5 separate regions of the Mus musculus genome follow, and all the other regions are linked to region 1. The links are chromatin contacts, called in public HiChIP or PLAC-seq, Micro-C and promoter capture Hi-C maps. All regions are on one chromosome and are shown on one strand. The core of a region is the stretch at or near the end of the contact, and the rest is flanking DNA. Distances in the headings are between cores, read along the strand shown.

The links. Promoter capture Hi-C pulls out the DNA fragments that hold promoters and counts their contacts. A called contact is a pair of places that touch in the nucleus more often than the background predicts. HiChIP or PLAC-seq counts read pairs in DNA pulled down with a chosen protein or histone mark.
Region 2: a contact with region 1 is called in an H3K4me3 HiChIP or PLAC-seq map of embryonic stem cells, with 16 read pairs. The contact joins the enhancer-like site here to the promoter of Slc9a3r1 in region 1. A contact is called at or near these places in 11 of 39 promoter capture datasets (the 3T3-L1 cell line, the C10 cell line, the HPC-7 cell line and 7 more), 10 of 484 Hi-C or Micro-C datasets (B cells, CD4 T cells, CD8 T cells and 5 more), 9 of 115 datasets of contacts at active chromatin or transcription factors (CD8 T cells, effector CD8 T cells, embryonic stem cells and 4 more) and 2 of 9 other capture datasets (adipose tissue and liver).
Region 3: a promoter capture Hi-C map of neutrophils shows a contact between it and region 1, with 4 times the contacts expected there. The contact joins the promoter of Cd300c here to the promoter of Slc9a3r1 in region 1. A contact is called at or near these places in 1 of 39 promoter capture datasets (neutrophils), 1 of 115 datasets of contacts at active chromatin or transcription factors (pancreatic cancer cells) and 1 of 9 other capture datasets (liver).
Region 4: a contact with region 1 is called in an HNF4G HiChIP or PLAC-seq map of pancreatic cancer cells. The contact joins the enhancer-like site here to the promoter of Slc9a3r1 in region 1. A contact is called at or near these places in 16 of 39 promoter capture datasets (the 3T3-L1 cell line, 3T3-L1-derived adipocytes, the C10 cell line and 9 more), 3 of 15 datasets of contacts at CTCF or cohesin (the G1E-ER4 cell line and embryonic stem cells), 64 of 484 Hi-C or Micro-C datasets (the BV-2 cell line, the Ba/F3 cell line, CD8 T cells and 32 more), 20 of 115 datasets of contacts at active chromatin or transcription factors (the HPC-7 cell line, the SCID.adh cell line, T-cell acute lymphoblastic leukemia and 9 more) and 4 of 9 other capture datasets (adipose tissue, embryonic stem cells, liver and 1 more).
Region 5: a contact with region 1 is called in a Micro-C map of embryonic stem cells, with 2.0 times the contacts expected there. The contact joins the promoter of Otop2 here to the promoter of Slc9a3r1 in region 1. A contact is called at or near these places in 9 of 39 promoter capture datasets (the 3T3-L1 cell line, 3T3-L1-derived adipocytes, embryonic stem cells and 3 more), 1 of 15 datasets of contacts at CTCF or cohesin (the NIH/3T3 cell line), 6 of 484 Hi-C or Micro-C datasets (the AtT-20 cell line, the N1E-115 cell line and embryonic stem cells), 11 of 115 datasets of contacts at active chromatin or transcription factors (the SCID.adh cell line, T-cell acute lymphoblastic leukemia, embryonic stem cells and 2 more) and 3 of 9 other capture datasets (adipose tissue, embryonic stem cells and liver).

What each region holds. Positions count from the first base shown.
Region 1 is chr11:115,160,576-115,165,133 of GRCm38.p6, reverse strand. Slc9a3r1 (solute carrier family 9 (sodium/hydrogen exchanger), member 3 regulator 1) reads right to left here and starts at 1,793. Exons shown (of 6, transcript NM_012030.2): 1 at 1,183-1,793. The coding sequence starts at 1,608. It overlaps Rab37 (RAB37, member RAS oncogene family), which reads right to left. Exons shown (of 9, transcript NM_021411.4): 9 at 2,894-4,499. The coding sequence ends at 4,394.
Region 2 is chr11:115,391,016-115,395,573 of GRCm38.p6, reverse strand. It overlaps Cdr2l (cerebellar degeneration-related protein 2-like), which reads right to left. Exons shown (of 5, transcript NM_001080929.1): 4 at 2,751-2,915; 5 at 1-2,228. The coding sequence ends at 1,337. Among named protein-coding and RNA genes, the nearest start is that of Gm32013, 8.0 kb to the left of the region's middle. Within about 2 kb of position 2,078, at least 19 of the 459 cell types and tissues checked have an H3K27ac peak or open chromatin away from gene starts, as enhancers often do. A contact at or near this core is called in embryonic stem cells, where this site is marked.
Region 3 is chr11:114,958,271-114,962,828 of GRCm38.p6, reverse strand. It overlaps Cd300c (CD300C molecule), which reads left to right and starts at 2,322. Exons shown (of 4, transcript NM_001368239.1): 1 at 2,322-2,484; 2 at 2,915-3,262. The coding sequence starts at 2,412.
Region 4 is chr11:115,357,166-115,361,723 of GRCm38.p6, reverse strand. It overlaps Hid1 (HID1 domain containing), which reads left to right. Exons shown (of 19, transcript NM_001346774.1): 2 at 1-85; 3 at 1,232-1,402; 4 at 1,916-2,029; 5 at 2,641-2,747; 6 at 2,938-3,054. Among named protein-coding and RNA genes, the nearest start is that of Hid1, 8.3 kb to the left of the region's middle. Within about 2 kb of position 2,218, at least 57 of the 459 cell types and tissues checked have an H3K27ac peak or open chromatin away from gene starts, as enhancers often do. A contact at or near this core is called in CD8 T cells, the HL-1 cell line, the N1E-115 cell line and 8 more, where this site is marked.
Region 5 is chr11:115,320,339-115,324,896 of GRCm38.p6, reverse strand. Otop2 (otopetrin 2) reads right to left here and starts at 2,367. Exons shown (of 8, transcript NM_001362400.1): 1 at 2,276-2,367; 2 at 1,796-1,972; 3 at 1,166-1,511; 4 at 193-329. The coding sequence starts at 1,478. Ush1g (USH1 protein network component sans) reads left to right here and starts at 2,979. Exons shown (of 3, transcript NM_176847.3): 1 at 2,979-3,204. The coding sequence starts at 3,041.

The sequences.
Region 1 (4,558 bases), core at 544-3,043:
TCCGCCTTCAACCTTACGGGGCTGAACAGTGCCCTTTCCCTGTGGAGGGAGGATCTTCCTGGCTCCATGGATACCGCTGATCTACATGTGGCGGCGGTATCGATCAGGAAGAGAGAGCCAGTGCGTACTGAAGGGACCCTGCTCCCAGGGTCTGAGCCCTGAACCTGGCCTCCTTCCCTCCTTGTTTTCTAAGGGACAGGGAGGCTCTCAGCACAACTCCTGTTTTGCCAACTGCCCCTCCAGCAGCTGATCCAAACTGGGGTTGTTTGGGGGAAATACCAACCACTGGCAAAACCCAACCAGCCGGCTTACAATCGCTGGACAGAGAAGAGGAGACACCAGGGCGGGACCACCTGCGAGGGTCGGCTCTGCAGGACGCTGCCTGGCCTGTTCCTGCTCCCTCCCCCACCCATCTTTCTCCTTTTCCTCCTCTTCTAAGGTCCTCCCACCAGGCTCCCAGATACCAGCTAGCGAGCGCTTACTCCTCACATTCCAGAGGACCATAAATCCTCCGGGGTGGCAGAGCCACCACCCCCAAGACGCTTCTGCACCTCCTCCCGGCACCCCACCCCCACCCCTAGCTCCGAGACGTTGAGACTTCCTCTCTTTCTTAGAAGTCACTTTAGTCTTGAGAAGGATGAAGTCCAACCGGTGTGAGTTAATGATGCACAAACTAGAGGACCCAGGATGTGGGTAGGGCTGAAGGGGTCCTCCCAGGGACCCTTAGTTATTCAGCCTTTAAGCCACTTTGAGCTACCATCCACAGGGACTGAAGAGAAGAGAGTAGAAAGAGGGAGGGAGGGAGGGAGATGCGGGGGGTGGTGGGGAGAGCTCTTAGCTTAGCTGTAGGCAAGGATAACCCAGGAATGAGTCCGGGTTGTGGGGCGGAATCCAAGGAATGGGAGCAGAGAAGGGGACTGGGTTTCTTTGCGCCGTCTTCGCAAAGTTCAAGCAGTCAGGAGATGCAGGCGGCAAAGGAGCTCCGCTCCCCAGCCAGCCCGGACAGGGCGGTGGGGTCGCTGGTCGCACTCCGAAGCTCGCCTTAGAAACTGCGAAGGCTCCGGGACAGAGGGCAGAAGCCGTTTCCTCCTCGCTGCTCGAGTTTCAGAAAGTGCTTGGAAGTCCGGGGTGCCCGAGTCTCTCTAGAATCCTAGTCCTACACCAAGCCCAACCCGCACTTACCAAGTGGCTCTTTTCGGCCTCATTCTGGTCCCCAGCCTCATGAGTGTCGGCGGCCGCTGGAGGCTCGGCTTGTTCGGACTTCTCCTGGGGGCGCAGCAGCTCTTCCCGGATCGAGACGCCCAGCTTCTTGAGACGCTCGTCGGTCTCCGGGTCGACCACCAGCAGGCGCACGGCGTTCAGCGCTGCGCGGATGCGGCTCACCACCTGCTGATGCGTCTCCTTCTCCACATTCTCACCGTTCACCTCCACCAATCGGTCTCCAGCCAACAACCCCGACTTCTCGGCCGGCGAGCCAGGTTCTACCAGACGGATAAACTGGCCCACCTTGCCCTTCTCCCCGTGCAGGTGGAAGCCGTAGCCATTTGGACCCTTCTCCAGGCAGCAGAGCCGGGGCAGAGGCTCCCCGGCCGCTGCGTCCGCGCTCATCTTGTTCTGCGAAGGCTCAGCGCGGGTGCCGTCGGAGGCCGGGGACTCACGACCTTTCTCCCCGAGCCGCAGAGCTCGAGTTGGGAGCTGAGCACCGCACGGGGCACAGGGAACAGGTGTCCCGGGAACCGCGGTTGCGAACGCACAGGAAGGGAGCCGGCCAATCCCCGCCCTGCGCGGCGTCTGAGCGTTCCAGAACCCGCCCCAGCTCCTAAACCCGAGGGCGGGGCCGCGCGGTGGGTGTGGATCACAGTAGACCAATCAGAAATCACGAACCGGGCTCTTGCGCCAGGGTGAACAAATCTAACCAATCAGGAGAGTGGGGCGTGGCCTGCACTCGGCGCGGCACCCCGCAGCGGGAGAAGAAAAGAGAGCCCAGGAAGTGGAAGTGTTTGTTACCAAGTGCGGAGTTGGGCTGATCGGGCGGGGCCGAGGCCGGGGCTGGGGCGGGGTTCCAGGTACTGAGCCCAGAGGCCCCACGGGCTCCGCTCTGGTTTCCACGTTGTGGAGGGGGATTTAGAAGAGCTAGTCTCTGGGTAAAGGATTCTCAACGCTTTAACCGCCTTGAGCCAAAGCCTGTTGCATAGCTTGGCCCGAGAGAGGGGAGCGACAGTTGCTGGGGAAACCACCCCATGCTCCCCCACACTCACTCCTCCCCCTCCCCAGAGCCAACTTAAGAACCGGACGGATGTCTTCTGTAACACAGTAACACTGTAACAGGGTAACTGTAACAGAATAACTCCGGAGTAGAGTTGTTTAAATAACAAAGTTTCTTCTTGTGGAGCCGCCCCTCTATCCCTGGACATGCATATAGACAGAGGTTTGGGCTCTGATCCCTTCTAGAAACTTGTAGGGCTTGGTAGAGACTGAGGCTCCTTGCAGCCCACCTGGAAGACAGGCTGTCTGAGAACAGATAAATGAATAATAAATAAAGGGCTTAGTTTTGGCAGTAGCCTTTAGCCACGGAGAGAGGGCGGGTGAGACAGCTAGGTAGTCAATCTCAGGATTCACTTCAGAGGGAATGGAAGACTGGCTTTGTTCAACAGAAAAATGACTTGGATTGTGAGATAAGCATTCCAGCTCCCTCTTGCCAGCGCAGATGTGGCCACAGAGGCTGGGGGTGGGGGAGGGTAGTCAGTTAAGGGTAAGTTGAACCTATGAGGACGCCAATGGGTGAAGATGGAATGATTCGGACATTGGGTAACAGTTTCCCACAACGTGCCACGTAACAAACTCTCTAACACGATCCTCCTTCTGGGAATAAACAGAGGGGGAAAAACCGGTCAGAGTATATTTTCCAAAATACTGCAATTTAATTCTGGAAAAACAGAAATGCCAGAGGCCCAGAGCTATGTATGTGACTAGAGCTCCAGCAATCAGCTCAGAGCCCCAGAAGAGAACCCGGAGCCCAGGCTCCTCCCTGATCTTCCTATGAGAGGTCACAGAGAGTTTCCTTATCAACCCAAGTTTAGAGTGCTGACTTTGCTCTGGGAGCAAGATTTCTGCCTTGAAAGCAAATATAGTAACCTCAGATATGTGTAATGCATACTTTCTTGGAGCCTCACTCGCTGCCCAACCTATATAGATGTAGTAAAGCTTCCTTTGGTCATGGATCTGCACACCTCCGAGTGTCCTTCCTTCTAAGGGTCAGATCAGAGCTTTGGGAGACACATGGCCTTGGGCCTACAGGGCTTGTTGCCCCTCTCCGTACCCCAGACTTGCTCATACTTCCTTGTTTTGTGCACATAGCATCAGCCCGCCCCCAAATCGACAACTTCCCACCCTCTCAACCCGATTTAGCGGAAGAGGAAAAGATAAAACCATTTTGCCCTAGTATTGGTCTGAAGTTAAAGAGAGAGAGGGAGAGAGAGAGAGAGCGAGCAAGCTGGGGCTTAGTGGGAAAAACTGGCCTATGGCTTTGTTCAGTTCTGCCTCCCACCCATTCCAGGAGCCAACAAGTTCTTTATCTGGCTCTGACCTCTGCCTTAAATATCCGTGGTGCTGTACACCTTGTCTCGGGATTGGGAGGGAGGGGAAGTTTTTTCCAGACTCTGACCTCTGGTTGTCTAGGAACCCAGGTGGAAAGTTGACAAGAGAGGTTCCATGGGAGAGCGGGGCATCCCCTGGGATGTGAGGTCCAGAGATCAGGAAGGAGTGTTTTCAGGTGCCCCACTGCTCGTGTGTGCTGAAGAAAAAGCCCGTGCACGCTTCCAGAAGGAGGGTTGGGAAAGCCAGAGGTAGCCAAGCAGACTCAGTACCTAGTAATTGCTATTCCTCTTAGGACAATCTCCATGTTTATCTTGCCCAAGGCTTTGGGCTAGCTCCCTGCATGAGGGCCCTTATTATCTTTCTGGGAGCTGGGAGAGGAGAAGTCTGGGGTCTCCTTCACCCCCTTAGTGAGGATTGGTGATGGGGTCACAACCAGCTCCCACACCCTAGCAGTGCTTTGGCGCCCCCTGGTGCTATGCTGGTGCAGTAACACTCTTGCTAGGAGAGAGGCCCAGCCTTTTAGAACTTAGTCCCAGAAAGCAAAGGACCACCGAGTCCCGACCTATTTTGGTTTTGGGGGGCATACGGGTACCTTTTGTGTTATTAGTTTATGTATATTAAGATAAAGTATGAGTATTTAATCCTTCCCATGATGCAGGGAAGCTAAAGAACCTAGGGTAATGGCTACTCCCTTGGCAGGGGCTGCCCACTGAGCCCCCAGCTTCTCCTAGTTGGTGTGGCAGTTGGAGTACTGCATCCCCAAGGGTCTCTGGGCCTCCTCTTAGCCCCTAGGGGGTCACACAAAGGAGCAGCAGCTGGAGCGCTTCTTCTGGGACTCCACATAGTCTCGGATCTGGAAGCTGGGCTCATCAGGCTGCCTCCCTGCACGGTATTTCAGTTCCCTGGAATAGGAAGAATGATGGGACTGGGAGTGTAGAGCCTGACATTCCCCTCCCCCACC
Region 2 (4,558 bases), core at 829-3,328, 230 kb before region 1:
GTCATCCCCATAGAGGCGGGAGGTAAAGAAGAGGCATTCTGTAGAAAGGTGGAAGAGGAGACAGTTCTTCCTCAACTTAAGAACACAACGCAACATGAGGGCCCGGCAGTGGTAGATCACACCTTTAATCCCAGCACTTGGGAGGCAGAGGCAGGAGGATCTGAGTTGGAGACCAGCCTGGTCCACAGAGTGAGTTCCAGGCCAGCCAGGGCTACACAGAGAATCCCTGTCTCAAAAAAACAAAACAAAACAAAGCAAAACAAAAAAACAGATCAAAGCCCAACCAAACAAAACAAGTAAGGGTCCTACAGTCCCTGGTGAAGGACAGGCATGAACACTTGGACCTGGGTTGGTGACACTCCTACAGGACATTCTGAAGGCTGCAGATGTGAACTGTCCCTGGGTGGCCTGAGGAAGAGAGGACTGGATGAGACATCATGGTCCCTGAGATGGGGGCAGGCGCAGAGAAAGGAATGAAAGCAAAGGTGGTTTGCAGGCTTGGGGAGGGAGGAAGGGGTGAAACTCCCTACCATCCCGGCCCCTGGAAGGCTTCATGCCTAGAGGATAACTCCAGGAATGGAACTTGGCTCTGAGAGGAAAGGGACACTACCCGTGTATGGCTGTTGTGGGGTTCTCTCTTCCTCTATTCAGACTGGCTATAGATCTGTGGTGAGCAGAAGCCCTTTGCCAGGGCTGGAGGGGATACACTCGAGCCTGGCTAAACTTCCTGCTCTGCAAGGTGGGGGCTATCTGTGGCCTGCTCAGACCTCTGGGAGTGGTACAGCTGGTGCGAAGGGAATGACAGTCATAACTGGCAAGAAGCAGTGAGTGGTCTGGGAGACTCCAGACACCAGCAATGGCTGGCTCTGAGGTCCCCTTTCAAGTGTTTCCAGTTGTGACAAGGCTTCAGGAGGCCTTGCATTGCAAATCTCTCAGAAAAAAAAAAAAAAAAAACCAAAAAACAAAAACAACTTTGGAGGGCAAAGCTAGAAAGGCTTGCAGAAGACTGGCAGCAATCTGAGGGTGAAGCCTGGGGTCCAGAAGCTGAGGGCTGGGGGAGCTGAAAAGCCCCCAGGGACAGTGGTGGAGTGGCAGTGGCGGGGTGGGGAGTGTGTTTGGCTTTTAAACTGAGCTGTGCCTTTGAGCTGAAGCAAAGTGGCCAAGGGAGGCAGAACAGGTGAGCCGAGCCACCAGCAGGGAATATGCAGTGTCCCCAGCCACCTGCTATGATATATTGCTGCATAAAGGGCTTTCTCACTTGCCAGGAGGCTGCCAGCCAGGCATGAGGGACCCCTCTGGTCGGGAGGCGGAGGGAGGCGACAGGCCTAGAGAGGGGTCACTTGCTGCTGTGTGTCTTGACTTTGGTGGCGTTGATGTCGGCCTTGGTCTTCTGGATCCTGGCAAAGATCTCTTTGAAGAGTGCCTTGTACTCCGGCTGGCTCTGCTCCAGCCGCTTATCCACAGCCTCCACGTGCTGGCTTAGGCTCTTCTCACCCGCCTTGCCCTCTCCCGGGCTCTCTTCGCCCCCCAGTAGGTCCCTCCAGGAGCTGTCCCGGGAGATGGGCCGTGAGGTCTGCACCCCCGCGTGCCGCACTCCGGCACCGTGCTGCCGGCACTTGCTCAGTAGCTCCTCGTATTTCTCCAGCAGCGCGTGGTACTGCTCATCCACCTCCCGCAGGATAGACATACCGCGCCTGCGCACACTGTTGGCATGCAACGTGAGGTTGCCAGCATGGCGGCTGGCTGGGTCTTTGGCCACTATGGCATTGAGCGCCGTGTCACTGCAGCTCTTGCGCACTGCGTGGCTGGGGGAAGCGGCAGGCGAGGAGACACCATCCTGGGCATTAGAGTCATCTCCACTGCCTGGCTGGGGGTCATCGGCCTCAGGGGCCTGAGTGAGGGGCGCCAGCAGAGCCTCAGCCAGGTGCTCCTCCCGGGCCAGCAGGTAGGTCTTGGCCTGCTTCATCTGCTGCAGCTCCAGCAACTCGGCCTCCAGCTCCTGCACGCGCAGGCGGCAGCCCTCCATCTCACACAGCTGTCGCTCCAGCTCCGTGTACTCCTGGAGCACCACCGTGTACTCACGTTCCGCTCGTTCCTTGCGCTGTCGCTCCTGGCTCACCTGGGAACGGAGCACCCCAACCAAGGTCTGCAGCCGTTCGTTTTCCTGTTCCAGCGGCCGAGGACCCAGCTCCAAAGAGGAACTGTGTAGGCGGAAGGCATCCTCACATCTGCTGGGGGCGGGGGGAGGGGGGGGAGGCAGGCAGCAGTAGGTGGTCAAACACTGGCCTCTCTCAGTCACCCTCCACCCCTCTAACTATCCCTCCACAGTGTGTCTGAGTACGATGACCTATACAGATTGATCCAGGATTTTTCCGCACTGGGAGACACAGTGAAGCGTCGGACAAGCAGGTTTTTCACTGAGCTACATCGCCAGCCTCACCTTGCTCTTTATCTCTTTCTCCTAACTAGGATGGGGATCCATTTAGGCATAGCACACATTCTGAGCGCGTGCCTGTATAAATACAGTGCTTAACTCCTCCGAGGTCAGAAGGTTTTTCTCATCTGACTAGTAGGGAAAATGGATGCAAATGGCTTGTGTTAGTAACACCAATGGCTGTCCTTAGCAAGCATCCTGAGGGCTTGGACCAAACGGTCCTCCTTCCCAGCCACTGTCCACCATGCATCTCCTCCTTCATCCCTCAGCCAGCTCTCTCGGGACTCTAAGATGACACACCAGGGCCCTTGCCTACCGGGAACTTGTGCACAGCTCCTTCAGGCAGGGGAAGGTATGGATGGTTCTCCTGCGTTCCCGTTTTTCCCGGCGAATCCGAAGTTGCTCCAGGCCTCGAAGTTGCTCCACCTGGGCCTGTAGCTCTTCGACCTGGGACTGCAGGCGCTCAATGGTCTCTGTCAGCCTGGAATAGAATGATATGCATGGGAGACATTTTTTCTGTAAAAATTGTTAGGGCTGGAGAGATGGTTCAGCCACTAAATGCTAGGCTCACAACCAATATGTTAAGATTGATTTTTAGGCGTGCGTGTGTGTGTGTGCGTGTGTGTGTGTGTGTGTGTGTGTGTGTGTAGGTGGAGTTGGAGATCCTGGAACTAGGTGATTGTGAGCTGTAAGCCATTCACTGTGAGTGCTGGGAACCAAACTCTGGGCCCAGATCAACAAGCACTCTTAACCTCTTAGCCATCTCTGTCTCATTGCAACGTCCCCCTCTCCCCCACCAAGGTGGAGAGTCTTCAGGAGCTAGGGACACCTCCTCACTGCAGCTTGGGAGCCTCAGAGATGGAGGCCATCGAGTTAAGGACAAACAGACAACCTTGAGCTTGCTGTCTGGTGTTAAAGTCCGAGAAGGTTCTGCCGGATCCAAGGGCCTGCCCTTCTCCTGTACAGCCCAGGCTGAGCCAACCATTCCTCCTCAGCCAGCTCTGATCCTTTTGTATCTGTGAACCTGTATGCATGTCCACACGTGTGTGGGTACATGTGGAGGCCAGAGGATGACTCTGGGCATCACACCTCAACAAGCTATCCGCCTTGGATTTTTTGAGACAGGCTCCCGCCGGAACCCAAGAATGGCTGATTCAGCTAGGATGGGACTTGCACATCGCCACCTCCCCAGTTTGGGGTTCCGAATGCACATCGTTGTGCCCTGCATTTTACAAAGGTGTCTGAGCTCAGGTTCTCAAGCCTGCGCAGCAAGCACTTTAGCCACGGGGCCACTTTCCTAGCTGTACCCCAGGTCCTTGCACACAGCTCTGTTGCCACCATGGTCCACTGCAGCTGTGAGGTCGCAGAGGCAGATCAGGGTCACTGAATCCTTAGTACCTCAAACTAGGTCGGGTGCATCATCAGTGGCGAATAGCCATAGGTGGGAAGTTGTTTACTGGAGTATGGGCCACGTTTCACCTACCGGCTGTGGGGGCTGGAGAGATGGCTGGGTGGTTAGGAGCACTTGTTCTTGCAGAGGGGTTGGGTTTAGTTCCCAGCGCCCACACAGTGGCTCACAACCATTTGTCACTGTAGTTGCAGAGGATCCCACCCCCTCTCCTGGCACAGGCATACACACAGGCAAAACACCCACACATATAAAACAGAAACAATCTTAAAATGAGAGGGCTGGATGGTGGTGGCTCATTCCTTTAATCCCAGTATTCAGGAGGGAGAGGCAGGCGAACCTCTGTGAGTTCGAGGCCAGGCTCATCTACATAGAGAAAGTTTGTCTTGAAAATCCAAGAACAGGGCTGGAGAGATGGCTCAGCGGTTAAGAGCACTGACTGGCTCTTCCGAAGGTCCTGAGTTCAAATCCCAGCAACCACATGGTGGCTCACAACCATCCATAATGAGATCTGATGCCCTCTTCTGGGGTGTCTGAAGACAGCTACAGTGTACTTACATATAATAAATAAATAAATAAATAAATAAATAAATAAATAAATAAATCTTAAAAAAAAAAAAGAAAATCCAAGAACAACAAAAAGAAGGGAGGAAGGACAGGGGACAGAAGAGTGGCTGTTGTGGGATCAACCACATACAACGCCCTGGGCCTCTCCC
Region 3 (4,558 bases), core at 1,073-3,572, 200 kb after region 1:
CGATGCTCCTTCCTCGTAGGGCCCTGACACACTCTTCCCAGGCCCATGACATTTTGACCTGGTTCAAATGTGAAAACAATTTCACGTCCAGAAAAATGCATTAGGTCCTTTTGTCCAGCCTTGCTCTTCCTAGAGCTAGATCTCACCTGCTTGTGCAAAGGGGGCCTCCAGCCTAATGCCCATCTGCTTCAGCTGCCAGGGCACCACGATGAATTTGCCAGCATCAGAGCCTCTAAAAATCCCACCACTTAGCAGATACCTGTAGACATAGGCATGCTGATTCTGAATCTACCACCCACTTATGCTATTAGGACACACTGGAGCTTATTGGATATTGTGGTGGTTCAAATAAGAATGACCCCACAAACTGCCACAACCACCCCTAACCCCTGCTCATATTTTCAAAAGCTTTGCTATCAGAGAGGGGAACTGCTTGATAGGTTTTGAAGGATGAGGAGGTGTGGCCTTTGTGGAGGAAGTGTATTACTGGAGGTGGGCTTAGAGGTTTCAAAAAGCTCACCCAATTGATCATTGATCAATTCTCTCTCTTCACTGATCATTCTCTCCGTCTGACTCTCTCAGTCTCTCTCTCTCTCTCTCTCTCTCTCTCTCTCTCTCTCTCTCTCTCTCTCTCTCTCCTCCCGCTCATCTGTCATCTCTCCTCTCTTTCTCACCTCTCTCTGCCTTTCTTTGTCTGCCTGAAAATCAGGATGTCACTCTGCTGTCTCCAGGACCATACCTGCCATGTTTGCCACCATGCTGACCATGATAACAATGAACCAAGCCTCTGAAAGTGCAAGCCAGCCCTGGTTAAATGTTTTCTCTTATACTAGCTGCTGTAGTCATGGTGTCTCCTCACAGCAATAGAACAGTGATAAGGTACAGATAGCAAGCAGTGACCATGCCTTAGAGTCCTTCAGTGAATACAATAAGTGGTTTCTGAGCTCTTGTTGATTTGATATTCTGTAGAGCAAAAAGAAACAGTGGACATAGAAAAATGCAGGCAGATACCCTGATGGTCAATCAGTGAGAGGCAAGAAAATGATACAGTGAGAGAACATCTGCATTCTGTGTTAGTAGGGAGAACATCTGCATTCTGTGTCAATGGGGATTGGAAGTGAGTGGAATAAGGATTGTTCTCAGGAATGAACCCAGGAGAGTCCAAACCCAGCAAACCATAAGTGTAAAGGTCCCCTCAAAATGTCACCACAGCCTGCAGATATGGCTGTAGATCAGAGGGGTGTAGGTACCTCTATGGCCAGGTGGCTCACCAGGCTCTCAGACTCCCCCTTTTCCCTTCTTCCCCAACATGAAAGGGAAGTGGATGGCCAACATTGGGAAACTGAGTCATCAGAAAGGAGAGATCTGAGGTCATTCTTTCATTCTACCACACAGCACCTACCTCAAATTATGCCCATGTCTAGGTATGGGGCCAGGAGACTCAAGAAGGCAGAGCTGCCATGCATGGGGGCTCCCATCAAGGCCTGGCACTCAAGGGATGGGAGATTTCTGAGTTCAAGGTTAGCTTCAGCTAAATACTGCATTCGAGCCCAGGTGGGGCTGCAGTGTGAGATACTGTCTCAAATAATCAGGGCTGTGGATGCATCTTAGTCGGCAGAGAGCTTGTCTGGCATGCGTAGAGCCCTGGGTTCAATCCTGAGCACAGCATGGATGGGCTGTGGTGACAAACACCTTAAACTGCTGGACTCAGGAGCTGGAGGTAGGAGGATCAGTTCAAGGTCCTCCTTACCTACATAGACGCCAGCCTAGGATAGCGATTCTGCCACAGAAAAACAACAAACCAAACAGAATAAGACAAGAGAAGTGAAAGCTGTGACCTACAGGTCTGTACTCTTTGTGGGGACACAGCACCCAGATAAACTCTGATTAAGGGATCAGGTCACAGCATGACCTTGACCAGCAGTGTGAACCCGGAAATGGTCCTAGACACCCCAAGGACTAAGAGTGCCCTATAATCTGATATTTGGAAGGAGGTGATTGCTCTGTGATCACACAGTTAGAGCAACAGAATGGCAGCTTTCCAATCCACTCAGGAAGGGGCTTGTCACAGAGGGTGGTCAACCTGACCAGAAACAGAAATGCTCCCCAGGCCTCTGGCAGGAGGGTGGAAGCCCTTGGGTAAAGGCTAGGGGACAGATGGCATCCTCAGTCCCCAGCCGTGGGTTTCCCCACTTGTTGGGTGTGGTAGGAACCAAAGCCTCTGAGGCCTGGAACATCAACAGAGCCCTTCCTGCACCTGTTCATCTGGAGCCTGAAGTGAGAGCCAGGGACCAGGAAGCAGAAGACAGAAAGGAGAACTAGGCAAGAGGGCATTCTACTGTCTAGAAGGAGACATGTCCTTCTCCTCTCTTGGCCCTGGTGTGGGTGCAGGAGACAGCTGAGCTGAAGAAATGAATCCCAGAGTAATAAGATTGTGGCTGCCTTCAGCTGTGCTACTCTCCTTGGTTTCAGATATGCATGGAGGTAGGTGTATTGGGTTTACTTGAAAGGGGAAATCTATGGGAGGTGGGAGAGAGGGACAGAGAGAGAAGTCAGCACAGGCAGAGGGGTCTAGAGAGAAGCAGGAAGGGTGGGGTTGGGTGGGGTCCAGGACCATCAGCATCTGCTCCCCAGGGGCTGCCAGGTTTCTGTGCACAATACAGTCATGTCTACCACACCTGAGGCAGATTCAGGACAACTGGGAGGGTCACCTGTGACAGTCAGTGCCATAACCGCATAATCTCTATTTATTTTATAATCTCTCTATGACCTCAGTCCTGACTCCTGATCTGACAAAGCCTGTCTCCTTTCTCATGGTTTCCTCAAGACCAGAGGGTTTTCTAAGACCTGACGCAAGGGAAGACTTCCTACTCCCCAGCGGTCAGGGTGCAGAATTGAGGTCTGTGTTTTCCAGGCCATTTCCCTGTGCGTGGTCCCAGCACTGTCACAGGCACTGTGGGGGAGTCACTCAGTGTGTCCTGTCAGTATGAGAAGAAATTGAAAACTAAAAAAAAAATCTGGTGCAAATGGAAATCTAATGTACTGTGTAAAGATATTGTCAAGACCAGTGCCTCAGAAGAAGCTAGGAATGGCCGAGTGTCCATCAGGGACCATCCAGACAACCTCACCTTCACAGTGACCTTGGAGAACCTCACCCTGGAGGATGCAGGCACCTACATGTGTATGGTGGATATAGGATTCTTTTATGATGCCTACTTACAGATCGATAAGTCCTTCAAGGTTGAGGTGTTCGTGGTCCCAGGTAAGCCTCCTTCCTGCCAGGGCAGCCTGAGTCCAGGCCTGCCATTCCCTCATGGAAGAAGGAAGCCAGGAACCTCAGCATGCTGAGCTTGGCTAGTGAGAGATTCAGGACAGGGAGTGTGAGTGCACACGCGCCTCCATGAGAGCATGTGTGGTACGTGTGATACTATATGTGCACCAGTACATGTGTGTGCGCACACAGGCACAGTGGGGACCTGTGTCCTTAGAAACGACTGTGTTATTTTATTTATTTGTTTGTGTGTTCATGTATTTGTTTCTAGGGGACTTCCCTTGGAGTGTGTGAGTGAACAGAGAACTTCTGAGTGTCAATTCTCTGTTTCCACCTTGTGGGTCAAACTCAAGTCATCAGGCTTGGTAAGCAGGGCCTTTCCCCCCTGAGCCATCTCATCAGCCCCTGGTGGGGATTCTCTGTGCACCATGGGACAGGCTCAGGCCTGAAACTTTCTAGAAACAGGCTCTGAATCACATCACTGGCTCTTTGTGACTTCCTGTCCTGTTAAGACTCAAGTACACATTCCCAGGTCTCTGGCCCTGTCTCCATTCTCCATAGATGAATGATACCCTAGCTCATCAGCTCCCCTCTCTCAAAGGTGGCTCTGACCTGGGTACCCCGACTTCCCTTCTGGGTACCAGCTTCATCACTGGTTCTGGGACTTCTGAGGGACCACCAGAGACACAAGGAGGAGCCTAGGCAGTCTATGGGGTTTCTCAGTGCCCCGAGGAACCCACTTACCCCCTCCAAGATCCCCTGTGTCCCTTCTCCAAGGAACCATTAACTGCTGGAAGAGACTCAGAGAATCCCTCCAAGGTTCCTCTTCTTAGGGCTGAGGGTCAAGCAGGATGGAAGACAGGCTTTCAGCTACTTTGCTCTCCAATATTCTCCATGTTTGTAGTTGATTCTCCTCTAATGGAGCCTCCCTTGTTCACAGAAACCAAATCAGTGCATCAGTTTAAGGATTGAGGTAGTGACAGGGGCTGAAGGAAAGGGCCCATCCTCTCTGTTAATCCCAGGTTTTCTTTTTCTTTTCCTCCTCCTCCTCCTCCTCCTCCTCCTCCTCCTCCTCCTCCTCCTCCTCCTCCTTCTCCTCCTCCTCCTTCTCTTTCTCCTCTTTCTCTTCCTTCTGCTCTTCTTCCTCTCCTCCTCCTCCTTCTCCCCTTCCTCTTTCTAATTCCTCTTCTTCCTTCTTCTTCTCCTTCTCCATCACCATTACCATCATCATTATTCGAAGAGAGGATCTTGTGTAGCCCAGGTTAACCACCATCTCACTGTGTACTT
Region 4 (4,558 bases), core at 969-3,468, 200 kb before region 1:
GGATGTCTTTGCGTTGGTGCCGGCAGCAGAGATCCGGGCTGTGCGAGAGGAGTCACCCTCTAACCTGGCCACGCTGTGCTACAAGGTATGAGCTGTCTGGCTCCTCACAGCTGTCCCCATCCTTCCCAGAGAGGCCGAATGGCCTAGTCCACGCAGAACAAAGTACTCACATCTCACCCACAGGTTCTAGAGGTCTAGCCTCTTTGCCTCCAGTTCTCCTTGGTGGGGGTGAGGAAAAAGTAACCATGGCCCCTGCCGCCATTTATCAGAGCTTTAACTTATCTTTCCAGACACCACCTCACTTAGCTTTTCCTGTGAGGTGCTCCAGCCTCCAAACAGAGGTTTCTCTGTTACAAACGAGGTCTTAAAAAAAATTGCCGGGTAGTGGTGGCACACTCCTTTAATCCCAGCACTTGGGAGGCAGAGGCAGGGAGATTTCTGAGTTCAAGGCCAGGTTGGTCTACAGAGTGAGTTACAGGACAACCAGCGCTATTCAGAGAAACCCTGTCTCGAAAAACCAAAAATAAATAAATAAATTTTAAATTAAATTTATTTTATTTTATGTGTGTGAGTGCTTTGCATGCATGTATCTATATGTTCCGTGTACATGCCTGATGACCATGGAGAGCAAAAGAAGGCATTGGACCCCCTTGAACTAGAGTTATGGGTGGTTGTGAGACACCACGTAGGTGCTGGGAGTTGAACTCTAGGTCCTTGGCAAGGATAGCAAGTTGGGTTTTATTGTTGTTTGTTTTATTTTGTTGAGGCCCTGGATGCCTAGAACTTAATATATAGACCAGGTTGGCCTTGATCTCATAGAGATCCACCTGTCTCTGGCTTCTAGTGCTGGGAGTAAAGATATGGGCTACCAAATGTGGTAGACAATGTATTCTTAACAGCAGAGCCACTCTTCCAGCCCTGGTCTTTTTCTCTTGTTTTAACCTTTAAAAAGGGCACTTTAATATAGTATTAAACAGAAGGATTAGGAGAGAAAGAGGCTCTCAGAAGAAAGTAAGTTGTACCCAAGTGTGGGGACACACTCTGTATGAGAGGGGTACCACAGATGAGGTCTTGGCCATCCAGTGGACTGGCCTCTGCTCTCCTGATGCTCTGGGCTGTTTTTTTCCCAGGTCACAACCTTCCTGAGCTAGCTGACCTCTCCAGCTTGGGTGGCCTGAACCCAAAGGGCTCCTTCACATGCTCCTTCCTCCCTTGCTGTCTGTCCCCACAGGCTGTGGAGAAGCTGGTGCAAGGAGCAGAGGGTGGCTGCCACTCTGAGAAGGAGAAACAGGTCGTCCTGAACTGCAGCCGGCTACTCACCCGAGTGCTGCCTTACATCTTCGAGGACCCCGACTGGAGGGGCTTCTTCTGGTCCACAGTGCCCGGGGCAGGGCGTGGAGGGGTCTGTGGGCCTGGCCAAGGGGGGGTTGGAGGATCCTGGCAGGGCCACCTGTTTTTAGGAAGTATAGGGATGGGGACTTAGAGGTAGGGTACCACTGAGGGGGAAGGAGCCAGTACCAACTTTTCAGGCCTTCGGTTTCTCTCCCAAGGGGCCTAGAGCAGGGGTGCAGGGATAGGCCCATTATGTCTTTAGAAGGACCACACTATCTTCTCCCAGGCCCCATCTACTCAGGGCTTTATCTTCAGTCAAGTGCCAAGGGTTGAGACCTCATGATTCCCAAGATGTCCAGTACCCCTGGTGGGACATTTCTCATTATGCCCAGTGTTTGCCTCTGCCCTGCCCTCTTCTGGCAAAGGGAGGTTTGGGGTGAGCAGGAAGTCACTTCCTCTTTCCCTCCACTTTGTCTACCTACATGTGCCCGCTGAGACCCAGTCCCATATTCACGACACCCCCAAGCCGTGGGGCCACCTCTCCTTGGCCAGCCCCCCACTGAGCAGCCTGCATCTTTAGCAGGGTGAGGAAGAGGATGAGAACGCTCGTCCCTTGGCTGAGTCCTTGCTCCTGGCCATTGCCGATTTGCTCTTCTGCCCAGACTTCACTGTGCAGAACCACCGGAGGAACGACGTGGTGAGACACCCAGGCTGGGCTCTGATCCTGCTGGGGCCAGCATAGTTACGGTTCTCCCGAGTGCAGGGTGCAGGGTGCAGGGTGCAGGGTGCAGGGGTGGCTCAGAGGGCAGGCCTCCTAAGCATAAGTGTCCTGGGTGGGATAGGGGGTTGCACTGTTGGAGAGGAGCCAGCTGGTGTCCAGCCTGCCTGTCTCCTAGGCAGCATCACACAAGCACCTATTGTCTTCCCTGCCCGAGCTGGGAGGGGAACAGGGCTGGAACCAGGAAGCCTGTCTTTTTACTCTGGCATTCCACCAGGAATACTTTCTCCCTTCAGTCTGCCACACCCCTACTCCTCCAACCTTCCCTACCTCCTCTCCCTGCCTCAGACTGGGCTCAGCAAGTAAAATAATCAATGCAAGACTGCAGGGAAACGAGCCTTTAAAGAACTCCAACAGCACCCATTTCTCTCCTTGTCCGTTAGGAGACTGGCATGGGAGGGGAGGGCTGACCTTAGGAGAACACCGGGGTACGTTGCTGCAGCTTGGGAAGCTTAGGGAGTCAGGGCCCGCCTCACGCCGATATTTGTTTTGTGACACCCTCATCCCCTGTTACTACTTCCTGTTTCTAGGACTCAGCAGAAGATGTCCATTCCCTGGACAGCTGTGAATATATCTGGGAGGCTGGTGTGGGCTTTGCTCATTCCCCACAGCCCAACTACATCCATGACATGAACCGGTGAGCTGGACCGGGCTGGCCTGTGCATAGCTCAGAGACCCAGCCCTCTTACCATCCATCCTTGGCCTTACAGGGAGGAACAGGGGTCATTTTTTCCCCATGGGCCTGGGCCAGGGAGGTGGGTCGATGTGTCAGCCCCTTCCAGATGGAGACTGGGGTTCTCATGTAGCCTTTCCTGTCCCTCCTGCAGGATGGAGCTGCTGAAGTTACTGCTCACGTGCTTCTCAGAGGCCATGTACCTGCCCCCATCTCCAGAGAGTGGCAGCACCAACCCCTGGGTTCAGTTCTTTTGTTCCACGGAGAACAGGTGAGAGGCGGCTGGCCTTCCTAGTCTGGTTCTAGGAACCCTGTGCCAGCCCTGATGGTTTTATTTGAGGAGATGTGCTGCCCCCTGGTGTCGTGAAACTATAACTTAGCCATACATTTATTTTTTAATTATTTATTTTTATTTTGTTTACACTGGTGTTTTGACTGCATGTATGTCTGTGTGAGGGTGTTGGATCCCTTGGGACAGGAGTTACAGACAGTTGTGATTTGTCATGTGTGTGCTGATAATTGAAGCTCGGTCTTCTGAACCTTACTATCAGGGCCCCAAACTTCCTGGGGGCTCCTGGGCCAAGGTTCAGGTCTTCCATCTAGAACCGCATTGTTTAGTAGAAATATAATGTAAGGGGCTTGAAATGTAGCTCTGTGTATAGAGTGCTTGTCTACTATGCATGGAGCCCTGGATGAACTGGGTGTGGCGGCACAGGGCTGTAATCCCAGCATTCCGGAGGTGGAGGCAGATCAATCAAGAAGTTTAGGGTCATCCTTGGCTACTAGTGAGTTCTGGGCTAGCCTATGGTACATAAGACCCTTTCTTGAAAGCAAAAAGGAAGAGAACTTATATATTTTATTTAGCTCGGTACATTTAAAAACGTGAGCCTTAAATTTGTAATGAGTATATAGAGCTATTGCTATCATTTGCATTTCCTTTCCTCACGTTTCCTTCCCTGAATCCAGTGTGTACCTTATACTTCCAGCGTCAGCTGGATCAACCGCTCAAGAGCACTTAGTCGCCAGCCACATGTGGCTGTGGTTGCTCTTTGGGACAGTGGGTAGAGAAGAGGGTCTGAGGACCACCCTGATAGATGGAAAAGTCTGGATCGTGCGGGACTCAAGAGGGATATGGGGACACTTATGAGTACATGGGGGTGCCACATAGTCATCAGTGGGACAGAGTACTTGAAGCATACACCCCAGCTGTGCACACCCAGCTGTGCAACCCAGCTGTGCACACCCAGCTGTACACACTCAGCTGTGCATACCCAGCTGTACATACCCAGCTGTGCACACCCAGCTGTGCAATCCAGCTGTGCACACTCAGCTGTGCAATCCAGCTGTGTACACCCAGCTGTGCCCCTGTGCAGCTAACACAGGTGTTAGCATTCTAAACTTTTAACCTTACTCCTTCTGGAAGCTGACCCCTGCATGACATGGCTCCCCTCTGGGTTTTGCTGGTTCCCTGCTTTTTATCACCACAAGAGAGGGTCTCCAAGTGTCCCACAATGCTGGCCACAATCAGAGCCTGGCCAGGGTTTCTTCTCATAGCTATGCCAGGCACACAGCAACACTTTGTCACTTGCTCACTCACCTAACCTCTTGGATCTCAGTCTCCTCATATGTAAGATGAGGAGCTTGAACCTTGACATCTATGGACCGGATTCAAGTCATACTGTAGCCTGGGAGCCAGGGGATGGAGCTGGTTTCTGCTCCCCAAGGGGAGGCTGTCTTTTCCTTGCTCCTCTAACCTCTTGCCTGTAACCCCAGTG
Region 5 (4,558 bases), core at 1,118-3,617, 160 kb before region 1:
CCCTAAGTAGAAGCTGACATTTAGGTGCCACTTCGTGAGTCAGTATCCCCTCATTTATGGGGTCATATGATCTCTACCACAGTCCAGTGCCATTTGCTGAATTGCTCAGGGATGGGGCAGGGTATGTGTAGGGCTCAGATCTCCTGACCTCTTGCTAAGCACATGAGGCTTGGGGACATTCCTTCTACCTACCTGGACAATGACAAACACGGCTTGGATGATGGGGTGCAGGATCTTGATGGCCGACTGGCACTCAAAGAAACTGGAATAGTAGCCAGTCTTGAAGACATCCATGACAAGGGTGCAGATTCCAAACAGCACCAGCCCACCTGGGAATCGGGGCCAGCAGGGGAGTGGTGTATCAGAGAGGCAGGAGACGGGGCTTGCAGGGTGGATGATAGGTTCTGAAGGGTGAGGGGTTAGTCGGGTGGGAATAGGGCATGGGTGGATCACTGGAAGGAAGAATGGATTGAGTGGAGAGGTTAGGAGGTCAAGTGAATGGATGGATGGATGGATGGATGGATGGATGGATGGATGGGCGACTGTATGTCTGAAAGATGAATGAATGGGTGGATCGAAGGTTGAATGGATAAATGAACAGGTTGGGTGGGTGGATGGCTGGAGATGAAAGAATGAAAAGATGATTAGATGGATAGACAAATGAATGGACTGAGAGACCACTGGGTGGATGGATGAGAGAGAGCATAAACAGGTGGGTGGGTGGATGGATGGATGAATGGGGGACAGATAAACGGATGATGAGTGGGTAAGTGGGCAAATGGAAGGGCTGAAAGATGAGTAGGTGGGTGGGACATGGTGCAGGATTGACTGGGAAAGACATCCTATGTGCCCCCCCCCCTGTACAGGTAAGGGCAAGGCCTCTAGACAGACCTTGCCAGCTGCTATTGTCTTCTGCTTTTCCCCTCACAAAGGCTCTCTCTATGATTATCTCTCCAATCTTTACACAAGGCAATGAAGCTCCTTCCACCGGCCTTTAACCCCTAGGACCTCCTCCCGCAGGAAGCCCTCCGCCATGTTTGCTCTTCCTTCCCAGGGCACTGCACACCTGACTACCCCAAAGTCACACCCTGCAGGTCCTCCACGAGTCCCAGACTGCAGCTCCCCAGCGTGTCCACCCCACTCTCGTCCCTATCTCCCAGGGCACCTCGGAGCCAGATGGGACCAGCATGAGCATCCCGGTAAGGCACCGCGTCTGGACAGCGAGCGGTGCGGAGGAGGTAGAAGACTATCCATAGCGCGGCCAGCAGCATCATGGTGGTGAGCAGAGCGAACACGTCCGTGTCATACACCGCCACCTTGTTGAAGGCACCGCCGCTGATGAGCGTGCAGGCGAGCAGCAGCACGTTGACAGCCAACAGCACCGACAGCAGGCGGCCGCCCTTTTTCCACACCTCACGGGGGCTGGCCCGAGGCCCCGGCAGGCTCTCATTGGGATGCGGGACCAGTTCCTCCGACATGGTGGGGGCGACTGGAGGAGGTTGAAGGGATCACTGCGAGGTCCGAAGTCGGGGCGGGGGGGGGGCAAGGACAGGATTCTAAGTCAACTCAGGGGGCTCTCCTTTCCTCCCATGTGATCCCTGGATTTGGGGACCCCGGAATGTGGGGACTAAGGGTGCTGGACCAAGCACTGGGGAAAACGAGAAAATCTGAAAGCTGTACCTTCCCTACCTGGCCTGGAAATATTGTACAGAGAGAAGAAGAAGCGGCCCTAGGCTGAATCCTTTACAAAGTCCCACTCCCCAAATCTGACAGTCCCCTGGCCAGGGACACGCACCTGGCTGCACCGGGAGCCGACACCAAGTTGGGGGTCAAGGGGCAGCAAGCGTCTCCTCTCTCCCACGCCGGGCTGGACCGGTGCTTTATACCGGAGAGGGCAGAGTGATTTACAGCCACAAGAGTTCGGCTCCATAAACCTCTCAGTCCCACTCACATGATCCATCTTTTCTCCGAGCTGAATTTAGGGAAGCCAGATAAGGTGAGATTTATATTTACCTGTTAAGATTCCCTTACCCTGTCGCGCTGGTGCTGCCAGGGTTCGGGCACGGCCCCATATTGCCGTACACAGAGGGTCCTCTGCCCCCCAGCGCCCACTGTAACCTGGTGCTCAGAGATCACACCCACCCAAAGACTGCAGAGCTGACCCCCACCCCCGTTGCCCGCTTGCACCTAGACTCCGTCGCAGCTCAGGAACTGGACGGAATTTTGGATCTTGCTTGCTGTCCCGAGATCGGGACAACAGTTCCTCTTTTCCCACCTGCCCTCAGAGTGATCCGAATTCGGTCTTCCTGTATCCCTACTACTGCTGCCCAGAGATGCTGGTTGGATGCTGCAAAGTCTGGTTCCCACGCGGTGCCCTCAATCGGGCTGCAGTCGTCTAGCGCCCCCTGCTGGAGAACTGTTGTTTGACACCCCCCCCCCCCCCACGAGTGTAGGCTGACCGCAGGACTGCTGCGCCCTGCTTGCGGATGAAGGTCTTGCGGTGGGTCCTCCTGCTCCTCTGGACCCACTGTCCTCCAGATCAGAATTGCCTCTCCATCCCACCCTCACACATTATTCGTCAGCTTTTCACCTGTCCTTTTGACTGGTGAAGAAATCAGGGAACCCAGCACCCGGAGTTCTGTCTAGGCCGTATTAAATGTCCCTATATTGGGCTTCAAGGGCTGCAACGCCAGAGTGGGCGCTTTTGGAGCGAGAGAACTGAATTTCACTTGAGTCACGTCTGTGTGCTGAAGAGCATGGCGTTTAGGACCCAGGGGAAGCTCCTGGGCGGCTCCCTGGGCAGTGAGAGATTTCCCCCCTCCCTTCCCCGGTGTGCAGCTCAGATGTCCCGGTAGTCTGTAGTCGTCTGTAGTCGCGGCTCTGGCGCTCCGCATCCACCATCTGCGGCAGCAGGGGCAGGCGGCCCAGGCCCCAGCCCAGCCCCTTCCCTCAACCTCATGCCTCAGCCCTAACCCGGCAGTCCTCCCCGTCCGGGGACAATTCTCGGTGCCCCTTGCCCGTCCCGTCCAACTTGGGCGCCATGAATGACCAGTATCACCGGGCCGCCAGGGATGGCTATCTGGAACTCCTCAAGGAGGCCACCCGGAAGGAGCTGAATGCCCCTGACGAGGATGGCATGACCCCGACTCTCTGGGCTGCCTACCATGGCAACCTGGAGTCTCTGCGCCTCATTGTGAGCCGCGGGTGAGTATGCCCTCTGCCTAGCCAGGAAAACCAGGAAGAACTTCCTGGAACCCGGTGTCCCAAACCTCATGGCATCACTTACCCTCTTGCCTGAGCTGCCCTTTCCCCCTACGGACAGACCCTAAGGTGGGGCCGTGCAGCCTGCTGTACTTAGAGAGACACAGGTGGAAGGGACATAAACTGAGCTTGTGACAGTTGTGGACTGGATGCAGGGATTAGAGGAGAGGAACTTCGATTTGGGGATCGGACCCATGATTATGGGATGGGGGCTGCAGAGGTATTCAAAAATCAGACACTTTGGGGGGGGGAGGGTGCCTGGAAGCAAGAGTGAAAGGTAGGTGGGAACCAGAGAGAAGGCTGGGAAATCTCCAGGGGCCTTGAACTGGGGAGGCCAGGAAGGAAAGACCTTCGCTGCCTACTTCCCAGTCTAGCAGCCAGAAAGGCTGTCCCTACAACTCCGCTAGCTCCCACGGACCGGGCTTCACCCTGACCTGTGCCTTCCTATCACTCTTCTGGGGTTTACAGGCACTGTCCACACTACCAAATGTCACTGGTTCCGCCACTGATTAACTCTCTGTATCCCTCCCCCTCTGCAGGACTCAGGAGTGGGGAACTGTAGTGTGTAGAAAGGACATCTGCCCTCCACCCCATCCTCTCTCTGGCGTTGTCCTGGGAGGGAGGGTGGGCACAGAGTCCAGGGGTCTGGAGGAGGAGTCAGGCAACGTAGATTCAGGGTCACTAAAGTGGTTTGGGGTGGGGGAAGGGGACTAAATCACATTACTGGAAATATCCTACCCACCAACAGTTTAGTAGGACTGGTGTGGCCTAGACAGGAAAAGGATGTCTCAAGAGGTCTCATGTGAACGTCTCAGGCTCTATCTAGGGGTCAAGGTCAGAGGCAGGGATTGTGCTGATCATGGAATTGGAGGGGACCCTGGATATGTAGGGACATGGTCCCCTCTTCTTCTGTGTCTGCTCCTTCGGTCTAGCAGCATGTGGGGACAGTGTGGAATGGTACAGCTGAGACAGAGCCCTACTCCAGGAGGGCAAACACTGCTACTATATCCCCTGCCCCTTCCATCATAGAGGCTCATGGGAGTCTCGTGCAGGAGCAAGGAGGGAGGTATGGAAGGAAAGAGAGCTGTCCAAAGCTCTGAGGTTCTAGAGACTTGGTAATCAGAGGGGGAAGCTGCGGGGAGGGGCGGTGTTGAGATAAGGGAGTGATTCTTCCCCCAGACCTGAGCTGGCCTTGTGGCCTCATTGGTGTGGGGCAGGGCCCCGTGCTAAACCCCGAGAGAGGCAAGATTCCCACGGAAGCCAGCAGAGTTGGGTGGGCTGGAGTCAGATGTGGAGG